Linked DNA regions of Sus scrofa: region 2 is linked to region 1. The links are chromatin contacts, called in public Hi-C maps. All regions are on one chromosome and are shown on one strand. Each heading gives the region's core, a stretch centred on a gene start, on an enhancer-like site or on the middle of the called end of the contact. The rest is flanking DNA. Distances are from core to core; before and after follow the strand shown.

Region 1 (3,607 bases), core at 353-2,852:
CCTTGTTTTTGTTGTTGTTGTTGTGGGTTTTTTTGTTTTTTGGGTTTGTTTTTTTTTTTTGGCAGCGCCCCCAACATGTAGAGGTTCCAGGGCCAAGGATTAAATCTGCACTGCAGTGACAATGACAGATCCTTAACCCACTGCACCACAAGGGGACTCCTGACAATTACCTTTTAAACAAGGATCCCTGCCAAAATGGCAGGTGGAATAGATAGCAACTGACACTTTCAATTTACAGTATGCAGTACTTAAGATTTAAAGTAATTCTTCTTTTGGTTAGAGGGTCTTCTATCCCTGTAAGCCAAGAAAATGAACAGACTGAAACCCATGCATGGCCAACATTGAGGCCAATATTATTTCAAAGCCAGGACGTTTCTCACTGTGAGGAGGGCAACACCTCAAAATATTCACTCAAGTTGGTTTTGTTTTCGCCTTTGTGCTAAAAGTCAAAGGTGCTCTTTAAAGCACAACTGAAGAGCATTACTAAAGTTTCAACTTCATATATATAAATAAAATTTTATGCACACTGATTTCTAGCTAGTGGTGATACACCCTTCACTGTCACACATTTGCATGCCTAACTCTTCCTCTCTGAACAACTGAGAGATAACTGGGAGACTGAACCCAATTTGATTAAGGAACCAACCAAATCCATCTTCCATAATTGCTTCCTCCCAGATATGAAGAGGCAGGGAATTCGTGGGACAGAAAAATGGGACTATAACTCAATAAAACATCAAAGCTAAGTTCAAAACTCAGACCTGCTTCTTGAGCCTCATTGAAGCTATCCCACAGGTGATCAAATCAGTCCGTACTCAAATCAGGTGCTCGTCTCCTCTCGCCTCTCACCACCGAAATATTGCCGTTTACGAGAAACTCATCCAAGTTGAATCAAAGCGACTTTGGGGACGAGATGCCAATATCATGGGCAGTGTGCTCCGGAAATGTGTTAACTCTACACACAAGGCAACGTTTCTCATTGAGCACCTCCCTCCCCCTTCACTTTCGACTTCCCCTTAAGATGGGGACCGTCACAGGGTCGGTTTTGGAAAAGCAGAGAGAAAAATAAATGAAAGCACCCCATCCCGATCACCGACCGGGGTTCCTGCGCACGGGAAAGACGGCAGGCACCCGACTCCCAGTGGCTACGCGAACTCCACCCGGAGATCGCTAAGTTCCTCGGTCCCCCTTTCCTAGCACTCGTGTGTGTCCCAAGGGGAAGGGGGCGGCCGCCGGGGCCGGAACCGCGCCACCTGGAACCCGGGGCCTTTTTCGCTTGCCGGCCGCGCCCCGCGCAAGTGCCCGCGTGCGAGACCCGACCGGGCGCGCGTGGGCTACAACTTCGCGGGGACCCTCACGCTGCGCCCCCTGCGTGCCCCGGGTCCCCAGACTCCCGGGCTCAGTCGCGACCCGGCGCCCTCGCCGCCCGCCCCGCCCCCCAGGGGAGCCAGCCCACCCCCGGCGGCGGTGGCGGCGGCGGGAATGGGGTGGCGGGGGCCGCGGTCGCCATCCCCGGGGAGGCGCGGGGGGCTCGGACCCAGCGCAGCCCCGCTACCCCGGCGACGCGCGGGCGAACTCACCTGGCGGCTGGCGGCGGCCTTCGGGGCGGCCTCTGGGCGTGGGCCGGGCGGGGGCGGCGGGGGGGGTGACGGGGGCCGGGGCTGCACAGGGGCCGCCGCCGCCCGCCTGTCCTCGCCCCCCACGCGCCGGCCGCGGCCGCCCCGGGGAATTGCGGGGAGCGCGGGGAGCGCGGGTCCCGCGGCGGCGGCGCGGCACGGCTCAGGCGGCGGAGCGGGCGGCCGCGGGCGCCGCCGCCTCCTCCTCCATGGCTGTTTACCCGGCTGCATTGTGGGAGTTTGACCTCCGCCGCCGCCAACCGCCGCCTCAGCTTGCGCCGCCGCCGCCGCGCACGCCATGGGAGCCGTGACTGACGGTGAGGCCCGCTCGCCATCGCCCCGGCCCGCTCCCCCGAGCCGCGCGGCCTCCCCGGCCCCCAGCCGCCGCCTCCCCCAAGACCCTTGGCCTTCCCCGCGGCTTCCGGGAGCCCCTCGCCTCTGCGATCAGCCCCCTCGGAGACCCAAGGTTTCCCAACCGCTTCCCCCCGAGCTCTTAGGCCTCTCCCGGAGCCCTCCCCATCCCCCTCGGGCTCCCCGGGGCCTCGCCGGACGTGGGGAGGGTGCACTGGGAGGGTCATCGGTGGGCCGGGAGCCCACGTGGGGGCCCGGGGAGGCTGGCAGCGGTGCGCCGGCGGGTGGTAGCCGGAAGGGGTCCAGTCTGTCGGAGGATGTGGTGAGGGAGCCCTTGGTGCGGTGATAGGGTCCAAGAGCCGGCGAAGGGGTGTAAGGGTAGAGGCCCTGCAGCTGGGGGTCCGGATCTATAGAGGGCTGGTAGATAGTGGGAACTCCAGGGATGGGGCGGGGGTTTCTGAGCAATCCAGAAAGAAGGGAGAAGTCCCAGGACGAGAGTACCAGAGTTGTCAATGTACAGAGGATGACACCTGGAGGAGTCCTCTGGACAGACTGAACGTTCCCCAGACAATGACACTGGGGCCTGAGAACTGGCCCTGGACTGCGAGTAGGCAGAGGGATCTGGGGACAAATTCTGAAAAGAATAGATGCGAACGGGGTGTCTGAAGGACCATCAAGGACTGTGCCAGGGGGATTAAGTGGAGCCAGTATAAGGCAGGAGACCTAGGATATATCAGGGCAACAAAAGATTCCTTTACGTGTGTCTGTGTGTAGGGGAGGGTGGTTTGTCAGCTGGAATAGAGTGGGGGAGGGGCGGGAGCTGCGTTTCTGTAAAGTTGTGAGGACAGTTGAGGAAGGTGGACCCATGTGAGGAGAGGCCCACGGGGTGGTCTCCAGACTGAGAGCAGAAATAAAGTGACACTTTGGGGAAGGTGGACAAGCATGGTGAGCAACTGGAGGGAGAACCTAAGAAGTTATCCAGTTAGGAAGTGAGGAAGTCCTTTGACATTGGGAAGGGGAGACCTAGGGGCGATGGATCTATGTGAAGAAAGAATGACCAGTAACCTTACGTGCCTATAGAGATAACATTTCTTAAGAGTTGGAGGTTGGCAGGGTCTCTGAATTAAAGGACCCGGCCATGGGAAGAAGAGTAATAGGCCCAAATTTGTGATCATGATAAGGAGTGGTAAAGTGCAAACTCTTCGAGGTTCAGGAGCTTTATGGGAAGTTTTAACTTTGCTTCATTCCAGTGTCATTTATTCAGCAGGTTTTTATCCTACCTCAGCTAGTCCTTGGGATTACTGCTCAGAACCAAGAGGCGAGACCTTTTTCTCCTCTGAGGACCCAGTCTAGTGGGAATGACACATGAGATAATTGGTTTTAAGGGTCCAAATGTTACCACAGAGGAAGTTCAAGGTTGAGAACTGCAGAAGCATGTAACAAAGAAGGCTTATCCATTCTCAGAGATCAGAAAGACTCCTCAAAAAGTTACTTTTTGGTTTTCTTTCTTTCTTTCTTTTTTTTTTTTAATGGCTGCACCCATGATATATGGAAGCCCCAGGCCAGAGATTGAATCTAAGCCTCAGGTGTAGCAACTGGGATCCTTTAACCCAGCACCAGGCAGGGGATCCAATTCAGAC
Region 2 (3,982 bases), core at 1,401-3,900, 110 kb before region 1:
AAAAAATGGCTTTTAAAAACTCCAAATAGTTTATTAAAGGAGATGGAATGATACAGAAAAAGAGGGGATACTAAACAGTATAGCAACTGATCACCTCAGTTGGGAGAATACTATCATTTCTTCAAAATTGTTGTCATAAGCTATCTTGTTTAAGGAAAAGGAATGGTCTGAATAACCGGTTCATTTCCTTAAAGGGGCCCCTTCCTATGCTCCCGTTCAAGGTGCAGACTTTGAACCGATGGTTATCATCATGATCTCAAACAGACACACACAGATGTTTTTAGCAAATGTACCGTTGGGGAGAAGGCTGTTGCAGCCTGAAGCAAAACACAGCCACCACACTGCTACTGTTGTGATCCAGCCTTTACCATTCCTGACCAGGGCATACCATGCAATGGACGACATGCTGGCTGACACTTCCACTCTGCTAACAGGCATAAGCACCTCTCTCTGCTGTCCTCAGAACACCCAGTGTTACCCCTATGACACTGGCAGAAAGCAGCAAGCACTGACCCTGCCTGAAACAAACGCGCTCTCCTGCTCTGGGTGATGCACAGCATTTTCCCCAAATCTGCTCCTCTGTCTCTCCTCCTTCCACCTATTGACCTGAAATGTTTGTATGTCTCAGGTTTCAACACGTGAGAAGAAACAAAGACCCAAAACCAAAAATCCACCAGTCTACAGCAACCTTTGGTTTAATCCTTTATCTGCTGGGGAAAAAGCACACTCAGTGATTTATCATTACAAGTTTGGGCAGCCCATTTGTTAACAGTATGTGCAGTTCCAGCATCAACATTCTCAGGCTTATACAAGCACCTCCATCATCGTATTTTTTGCTTGGGTCTGGGTCCCAGTCTTTTCCCTAATGAAAGATACAAGGCGATCATAAAAATGCCAAAAGAGAATTAAGAAAAAACAAGCTATGCCTTTCCACTCCAATTCAATTTTTTTTTTTTTTTTTTACACACAGGCACACAAGGGTAGGGGAGAGAGAATTAAGGGAACCCGACAGAACTCAATAGAGGAGTTCTCTTTGTTTTTGTTTTGCTCATTTGCTTTTTAAAATGAGTATCTCTGTGTAGGAATCCTCTCCAGGAGCACTGTCCTTGGAGGCCTAAAACCACACAGCAAGTCCAAGGTGCAACGGAATGACAGCACCATCTGCTGCAGAGTACTGCGTTGAGTCTATAATCAGTCACCCCACACTGCTATTTCCCATTAGTTTTGTGGTCTTTATATTTCACTTTATTGGGGAGGGAGGGGGTGACAAGATCTTGAACCTGGGAATAACAAAAACCTCAAACTCCCAACACAGGCTTAAAAAAGCCTCCTCATTAAGTGCTCCGTTAATAAGGAATGGTTGATTCATGACTAAACAATGCCAATGTTTTCAATGAGTTTGCAGCACGTGTTTATTCTTTCTGAAGACAGAAAACAGCATCTGCCCCGCCTACAGGCTGGGGCTGTCCACTAATCAACACCAAACTCGATATTCAAAAATGAAACCAGAATCAGCAACACTAAAACTGTCTGACAAGAAATAAGAGTTTCGAGAAAAATCAATTTCAGGGAATTAACAGCAATCTGAACCAAGGTTTATAAATCTGTATTTAAAGTCCTACAAACCGGTAGCTAAATTTCAACCTCGATTAACACCATCGGTCAAGCACCGCATTATTGCAGAAGGCATGAAATGTGAATCCAGTGAAAACTAAAAAACTCAACTGTCACCGCACTTCCTGCCTGCAGCCAAGGCAGGAGAGAGTTAAGGTAACTTTGAGAACAGCCACTCAACCCGCCCAGGAAGAATCCGCTTAGCCGTACTGGCTACCTTAATAACACAACTGAAAAAAATAGTCTTTGGCAGTCAGTCAGTAATTAAATTTTTATACACTCAATTTAAGTTACTGAATGACTTCCCAGGGTTACTGTTTGTATTTTGAAGTTTTTCTTCCCCTTGACCCAGGGCTCTGCTTGCAACTTTGCTGTGGATTTGAAGTATCTGACAAAACAGTTTTCAAATACATTCTACAGGAAACACTGTGAACTGCCCGTCATGAAACCTCGCTTACCACAAGTGAGATAAAAAACGAACAGTTCAAGCGTGCTACAACGTCCCTCCATTTTTAGACAGCTACGTAACCAATGCTCTCCCTGTTTTGAGATACGGGGAACTGTTGGGTGCAAACCTCAGCATTCTGTTGGAGTTAATAGCAAACTCCACTCCTGCCTGCATTTGACCTTTGGCCAGATCACTCAAATGACATTTCAGAATGGCTCCTGTGGACGGCTGGCAGCAGCTAATCCCTCTTGCTGCGATTACCCCTCTGATCCTAGCTCTGCAGAGCACACTCTCCTCACCACTTCAGCAGCAAGCTGGCCTGGCCTGCTGGCGGGGCAGGACGGGCGCCAGAAGGCAAGAGGCCTGCGCAAACTCTTCCCACCACTGTGGGTCTGGGTCACGTTCGCAAAGACCTAACCCACCTTCTGCAAGCTCCTCCAGAACTGGGCCCTGAGCCAAGCCCAGCCTCGGAAAACTGCCTCGGAAAACTTACCCAGTGAAGCTCTCAGCCCTTGTGCGGAGGAAGGGCTGTTCTGGAGAGGCTTCTTGTTACCTTCCATTCACATAATTTGGTTGTGCTTCATTGCACACTTGCTACTGCAGGCTTGCATCATGATTTGGGTCTGCCCACCAACTCCAAATATGCTCCATGTTTGGTCTTATGTAACATTTGCTACTACTGTAAAAAGCACTTGAAATACAAAGGTCCTGGCAGATCAACAGAAAACAAGGGGTGGAGTCTAATTTCATCTAATATGGTCATACAAGGCGTCCTGGCTGGTGTAAATTAATCCTTCTCTTTGAAAGGCAGCTGGCCAAAACTGAGGAAGATGGAATTTACAAGTTTAACCTGCTAAAATGTGAATTACACTCTGATTTATCTAAGTAACTTTAAACTGACACCTACTACCAGGTATGTTAGAAAATTTACACAATTCATTATACATCTACATTTTAAGCCTTGACGGACCTACAAGTTTTAATGTTACACATTTTTACAAATATCAGCAGTCTTTCTCCACATTCTATTTCCCTACTATCTATACTTTAAAAAATAGAAGTTTGGTATGCCTAAGCATAATTTTCCTTCTTAAATCTACTAAGAAAAATCTTAACCCATTTTTTGTGCATATGTGTAAAATATATCTGCTTCCAGAAAAATATACACCTTATTATCCAGAGTTCAATCACTGGATGACTGCCTATAGCTGGGGGCCTTTTACACTTTTAATCCAAAAACTTCTCTAAGTGGCTCTTTGTAAACAGTGTCTTCCCTGGTTTAGCTGTTTGCTTATCTCAGCGCTATGACACTCCCCACACCACTACTCCCCTGTTGTAATCGCCAAATCTTACTGTCAAATAGACATGGAAAAAAAGCAGCCAACTGATCTGAGTTTTATGATTATAAAGGCTGCACACATAAATAGACTCAGATGCCTGATAGTTCAGAATGAACACTTTTAAATGTCAAAAGGAGGGGGGAAATTCCTCTGCAGAATACCATCACCCAACACAGAATATTTGGCAAAAAGTCATGAATTACATGTGTGGAAAAGATTTGGCCTGGAAGGGGTGGGAAAGAGTTGTGAGGCATAGGAAATGGCTTCTAGTAGACTAGATACAAATTCTAAATTTACTGTACAACGAAAGACTAGTAGCCACACTGTTTTATTTTCACAGCAAGCATTCATACCCTAACCATTGCTGTGATATTTCCATCCCGATGGTTTTCTGAAAACTGCCCCACTCCCAATATTTCCCATTCAAACAGTGTAAAACTGTGGTGGTCCTTAACTATCAGAAGAACACAAGGAAAGAGCCATGAGCGAGGCTTAGAAGCACAGGATGAGCAAATCTTTCCAGAGATAATTAGCAAAAATAAGACATTTACCAAAGTGTTGGTTTCTTAAGCTAGCAGGA

The links. Hi-C and Micro-C count contacts between places; a contact is called where the count stands out from the background.
Region 2: a Hi-C map of skeletal muscle shows a contact between it and region 1, with 2.2 times the contacts expected there. The contact joins the enhancer-like site here to the promoter of ATXN7 in region 1. A contact is called at or near these places in 1 of 5 promoter capture datasets (liver), 6 of 47 Hi-C or Micro-C datasets (alveolar macrophages, blood, heart right ventricle and 2 more) and 1 of 2 datasets of contacts at active chromatin or transcription factors (alveolar macrophages).

Annotation. Positions count from the first base shown.
Region 1 is chr13:45,354,345-45,357,951 of Sscrofa11.1, reverse strand. It overlaps ATXN7 (ataxin-7), which reads right to left and starts at 1,602. Exons shown (of 14, transcript XR_002337616.1): 1 at 1,581-1,602. THOC7 (THO complex subunit 7 homolog) reads left to right here and starts at 1,719. Exons shown (of 8, transcript XM_003132293.5): 1 at 1,719-1,933. The coding sequence starts at 1,915.
Region 2 is chr13:45,462,994-45,466,975 of Sscrofa11.1, reverse strand. All of the region lies in intron 5 of ATXN7 (ataxin-7), which reads right to left. Among named protein-coding and RNA genes, the nearest start is that of PSMD6, 64 kb to the left of the region's middle. Within about 2 kb of position 2,650, at least 56 of the 83 cell types and tissues checked have an H3K27ac peak or open chromatin away from gene starts, as enhancers often do. A contact at or near this core is called in alveolar macrophages, liver and skeletal muscle, where this site is marked.